2 separate regions of the Gossypium arboreum genome follow, and region 1 is linked to region 2. Evidence: chromatin contacts called from public Hi-C data. All regions are on one chromosome and are shown on one strand. The core of a region is the stretch at or near the end of the contact, and the rest is flanking DNA. Distances in the headings are between cores, read along the strand shown.

Region 1 (2,700 bases), core at 166-2,665, 240 kb after region 2:
CTTTGCAACCATCTCTCCGGCTTGAACTCCTCCCAATCGGATCCCCATATATTCTCCATCCTCCCCATCGCGTAAGGGGCGTACGTCACCACCGACCCTTTCTTTACCACCGTCCCGTCCGGCAAAACATCGTCTGCCACCGCTCGTTTGCTGTCCGTCGGGACCGGAGGGTACAATCTCATAGACTCACACAAGGAAGCGTGAATGTAAGCCATGTCTTTAACTTCTTCAAAAACCAGCATATCCGATTTCTCTTTAATTTCTTTAAGGATTTCCTTTTCAACTTCAGGGTGTTTATGTATTAACCAAAAGAACCATGTCAATGCCGCCGATGTTGTATCCCGACCGGCGAGTATAAAGCTGATGACTATATCCGTAGTGAAATTCTCATCGGAATGACCGGAATTTAAAAACCTCGATAAAATATCAACCGAGTCCAAAGACGATTTTGTAGCTAATTCTTGTTTCTTTTCCCTCACGATCTTCTTAGCGAAATCACGTACCTGAGAGATGGCGATTTTGAGGTTCATCTCCGACCCAACATTGAAAAACCGTTTGATTCTCCAAGTCAATGTAATCGGAGCTCGGAACCGTTCACTACTCAGATGAGTAGCATCTTCAAACGCGTCGGCGAACTCAGTTTGCGGCAAAGACGGTAAAAGACATTCCGGGTCATACCCAAAAGCAATCTTGCAAATATTATCAAAAGCAAATCTCTGAAGAACATCCTGCAAATCAAGCACTGTCTTGCCGGTAACAGCGCCGGATAACATCGGAACCAACCGGTCGTTAAGCTCAGCATCAACGACGGTTTCTACAAACTTACGAAGAGACCTAGTATTAAACTCGTGACTCGAAACCTGTCTCTCGAACTTCCAAGCTTCCCCATCGGCGTTAAATATTCCGTTGCCGAGAAAATCAAAGAAAACATTAATGAAGAACTCACCTTTTGGGTAATTATTAAAACGGGTTTTGAGTATATGCTGGACATTATCGGGGTTCGCCGTGAAGATCTGACGGTAACCCAAGATGTGGTGAAGAGTGTAAGTTGCAGAAGGGCAGTTCTTGAGGATCCTCGTGATCCATTCCAGGCGGTTGCTTTGATTGGATTTGATGTCGAAATAAGAACCGATTAATGGGTAACGCTTGGGCAAAATATTGGGCGTTGATGGTTTCTTGAACCTGGAGCTTTTGATGAGACTGAAGAAGAAAAATGGGAGAGTAAGGAAGAAGATGATTGATAAGGTTAATACCTGGATAAACATGGTGAATAGCTGTGATTAATGGTGTCTTGAAATAGGAGGTGAGTACAGAGACAGGTTCCCAGTTTATAGTTTTCAAGAAAAATGGATTTTTGCTTAGAAGATAAGCATAATACCTTTGAAGCACTTCTACCACTATATATTATTTATACATATATAAATGCGTGATAACGGTAAGTGATAACAACTATCCCCTCCAACTTTAAAAAATAATATTAGTTAATTTTCATTTTTTTTCTTGAATCACTCAAAATGACGAAAAAATAACATCGCTTAATCTTGTTAACGGGTATATAATACATTTTAGTCTTTTTAATTTTTAAATTTCTGTTTTTATAATTTAAAAAAATACGAAAATTAAACGGAAGGTTGAAATGAGATATATATATATATTTAAAGTTAGAGAGTCAAATAAATTATTATGTTATTTTGATATTAGTAATAGTAAAAGTACTATAGAGGTCCTTGCATTAGTATTTTGATATTAGCAAGCCACGTGTACCTATTTTATTATTCATTTATCTACGCTAGTTTTTAGTAATAGAAATAGATGAAATTGTCAATAGAAATGACTAATTTACTTTTTGATCTAACAAACAAAGATTACTTTGTCAATTTTTTTAGTACTGGGGTAAAATGCAATTTGACTCCTAGTACAATTGCCTCCATGGTACTTCTATTTATTGTTGGCAAAAGTTGATGCAGTGTATATTTGATCGTTTAAGTTCGATTTCATGTTGTTAGAGTCCGATTGAATTGGTTAGATCGAGAACCAATTGGGGCATTGGTTCGATTAAAATGTTAGACAAATTGACTTGCGAACCGGTATGGATTGGTTGAACCACTTTTCTTTTCTTTTTTAATGATTCATTTAATAAAACTAAGTGAATCAGTCAAACCAATTGAATCTTGTCATGTTTTAAAAACCGAAGTTTGAATCTAATTATGCATAATTACTATAAGGATTTATTCAGTTATATTTTGAAAAAATGATACTTTATATTAATTTAATTTTATATATCTATTTTGTCTATTCTATATATATTAAGCTCTTATATGAGTTAGTATCATGAGTTAATTAAACATAAATGCAGTTGAATAATTATTAAAATATTATTATTAAACAAAATAAATATGTTATTTTAAGAGTTTTTTAATCATTTTACAACCGCATATTACACACATATATAAAAATACACATAATGATATTTGAATTTAAAACATTATAATTTTTCTTTTTTTGTGATAAAATAAAGCAGAGTTACATCAAATTAAAAAGATCAAAAGTGCCCATCGCTTTGTCCTCTTAAAAAGTATCCGAGACTTCATTAGGAATAGTATCAAAGATTTATAGGTTTGATTTCCACGGAAGGCTTAACTTTGCCAAATGATTTGCAATTAAATTGAGGTATATGCCGCAACCACTATTGACCTTCAA
Region 2 (2,903 bases), core at 358-2,857:
TTTTTATTAGAGAATTTATTTTGTTAGACTGCAAGAAAGGTGACAAATGTACTATATAATATAAAATAGTAAAATATTATAAATAAATAAATATTTAAATATTTAAATAAAAACATATATAAATTTTTAATATTATTTATGAAATAAAAAGTATACAGTGTACCAAATACTCGTTCGTAAAATTATGAATATGAGATAAATCCATATATTTTTTAAAATTTTAGAATTTAATCTCTTTATTTCATGATTTTAAAATTTAGGTCTAAATGTTAACACTATTAAATTTATTAGTGTGATATTTTGAAATAAAAATAATAATCACTTGGTAACCATGTAATTAAAATTGACATTTTAATGAACTTGAATTAAACAAAAAAAAAGTTTTAGCGGTCAAAAATAAATTTTGAAATTCAAAAATAAAGAGATTAAATTTTTAAAAATGAAAGTGCAATGGTTAAATTCCAAAATTTTGAAGATTAATGACATATTTTAACCTAAAATTATATTTTTATGAGTTGTACATATATACCTATTTTATTTTATTTATGTATAAATTTAAAATTTTAGACTCTTCACCATTTTATTATAATCACTTTAGATCTTAATTATATTTGAGGTTGAATTTGATTGAACTCTTAAAAGGATAAAGTTCTTTCAAAAAATTTTTATCCACAAAATTTAAAACTTGAAATTTTATGCATGACTCGGCATAAAATGACTTGATTTCCGTTATTATATTCCTTGGCTAAATGACAATATTGAGACCTTGAAACTTTAATCTCCCATGTTCGAATCTTACTATATATAAGTGTGGGAATTGTTCTAGTTAATTATAAAGTTAATTATTAGATTTAGTACTTCTAAATAAAAGTATGAGCTCTCTTTCATGTTTATTCTGATTAATAAGTTAGTTTACGAGTTAGAGTTAAATTAGTTGTTGAGTTAATTATTTGGTTTCAGCACTTCTATATTAATGTGAGTTTTCCTTTAAATTCTTTTAAATTTATTCAAGTTAGTTAACTAATTTATTAGTTTGTTGGTTAGAGTTAAGTTAGTTATTGAGGTAATTATTCGATTTAATACTTACACATTTATGTGTAAGTTTTTCTAAAATTTATTATGATTAATTAGTTAATTATTTTGAGTTAAGTTAGTTGTTAAGTTAATTATTCGGTTCAATACTTGTAATAATTAATTATATGTTCAATGAGTATAAAAGTATAATTGAGGTCCTTGTAATAAGAGTTAGATTACATTTTGCCTTCTTTAACTAAAAAAACAAATTAGTCCTCATATGTTAGATCAAAAAGTAAATCGACCATTCTCGTTAAAAATTTATCTATTTTAATATTAAAAAGTAATCTCTATGCATTAGCATAAGGTACATATAACCATGTATAATTGTCTAGTTATTTGTTAGTCGCGTTAGTTTTTAATAGTGAAATCAATTTATTTTTTTATTTAAAATAGAGAGACTAATTTGACTTTTAAGAGCAGAAAAACCTTTGATCAGTTATTAATTTGATCTCTCCTCTATTGGGCTATTAATGAAGGCCCAGAATCTCTTGGACGTTGCTTTAGGCCCAAAATCATTACTTTTACTTTATGGCCCAAAATCAATCTTCAGAAATACGTGTCCGCCGCCTCGGAGCATGACCAAGCGCCGCCTCTGAAGCTCGTCCAGAACCTACGTTTTCATCTTATTTCTACACCAACATCAAATTTCCCTCTTTATCTGTATCTTTTTTTTAACAATGGTTAATCAATATTGCAAAAGCTTCATACACCATCTTTGTAAGTACTTTGCTTCACCTCTTCTTTCAATCCACCTCTATCAAATCATTTAAAGCTTTTAAACTTTTCATCCTTTTGTCATTTTCAATCTGCGTTTTTTAACGAAAATCCAAAGAATTAGTAAAAATCTCAGCTTTCTTTCTTATTTTGATTTTGGGTTTATTGGTTTTTGTGTGCAGATAATAGCAACATTTTGATTACAAGGCAGAAGAAACTTTATGGTAGATGTATGAATGGTGTACTTAACAGGTTTCAATCACAATGGTCAAAACCAGAAGGATTAAAAGAAGTAATTAAAGAAAAAGAGGCAAAAGATATGGCTGAAATTGAGACCAGTTCCAGGTTTTTCAAGTATAGTTCTGGTGATGAAGATTATGTTGGTGATACCAAGTGGAAACTAGAGCTTGCTTGGCTCACAAAGGCTCTTGAACCAGCTCTGCAATTGTGTAGGTGGGCTCTGCCAATAGGTTTGTTTTATGTCAATTCATGTTAAGCTAAATTGGTTACTGCATATGCTGTTTCATTGCATTTTTATTAGCAATTAGTTAATGGCACTAGTTCTTTAATCTAATTTGTATGTATAGGAAATGAAGTAAGGGATAATAAGCCTCAATACGCTGCTCGATCGGTCTCGGAAATCATATCTAGCATTCAAAAGAGTAAGACTGTCATTGAAGGTTGGAGCTTAAGTGATCTTACTATAGGCCTATATCTTATTTACCTTCGACAGGCGTCTTTGAATCCATTTGAGGATGTTAAGGGTGTGAAGATCAAGTCAGTTTCGATCGTAATTGCCGAATCCCTTGCACTAAATTGCAAAAGTATTTTTAGTTTCGTTTCAGTTGATATGGCTAAGGATCTTTTTTTTTTTTTTTTTTGTGATGTAGGTTCAGGATCTGATATACCACATTGAATTAGCCAAAGGATGTTATAAGGATAATGCCGCCATCCTTGCAAGGACTAGCATGCTTAGAGAAAGCAATGTTTTGAAATTTGTAAAGAATTCTAGTGTGATGAGACCTGGATATTATATAGGAATTGATCCTCGAAAGAAACTTGTGATATTCGGAATCCGTGGAACTCATACTGTGTATGACCTTATTACTGAT

The links. Hi-C and Micro-C count contacts between places; a contact is called where the count stands out from the background.
Region 1: a Hi-C map of leaf shows a contact between it and region 2, with 1.9 times the contacts expected there. The contact joins the promoter of LOC108467702 here to the promoter of LOC108467565 in region 2. A contact is called at or near these places in 3 of 5 Hi-C or Micro-C datasets (all in leaf).

Annotation. Positions count from the first base shown.
Region 1 is chr8:8,378,566-8,381,265 of ASM2569848v2, forward strand. LOC108467702 (cytochrome P450 94A2-like) reads right to left here and starts at 1,416. Exons shown (of 1, transcript XM_017768437.2): 1 at 1-1,416. The coding sequence starts at 1,265.
Region 2 is chr8:8,136,147-8,139,049 of ASM2569848v2, forward strand. LOC108467565 reads left to right here and starts at 1,608. Exons shown (of 8, transcript XM_017768240.2): 1 at 1,608-1,794; 2 at 1,974-2,261; 3 at 2,379-2,581; 4 at 2,682-2,903. The coding sequence starts at 1,755. It overlaps LOC108467738 (autophagy-related protein 9-like), which reads right to left and starts at 23. Exons shown (of 11, transcript XM_053018445.1): 1 at 1-23.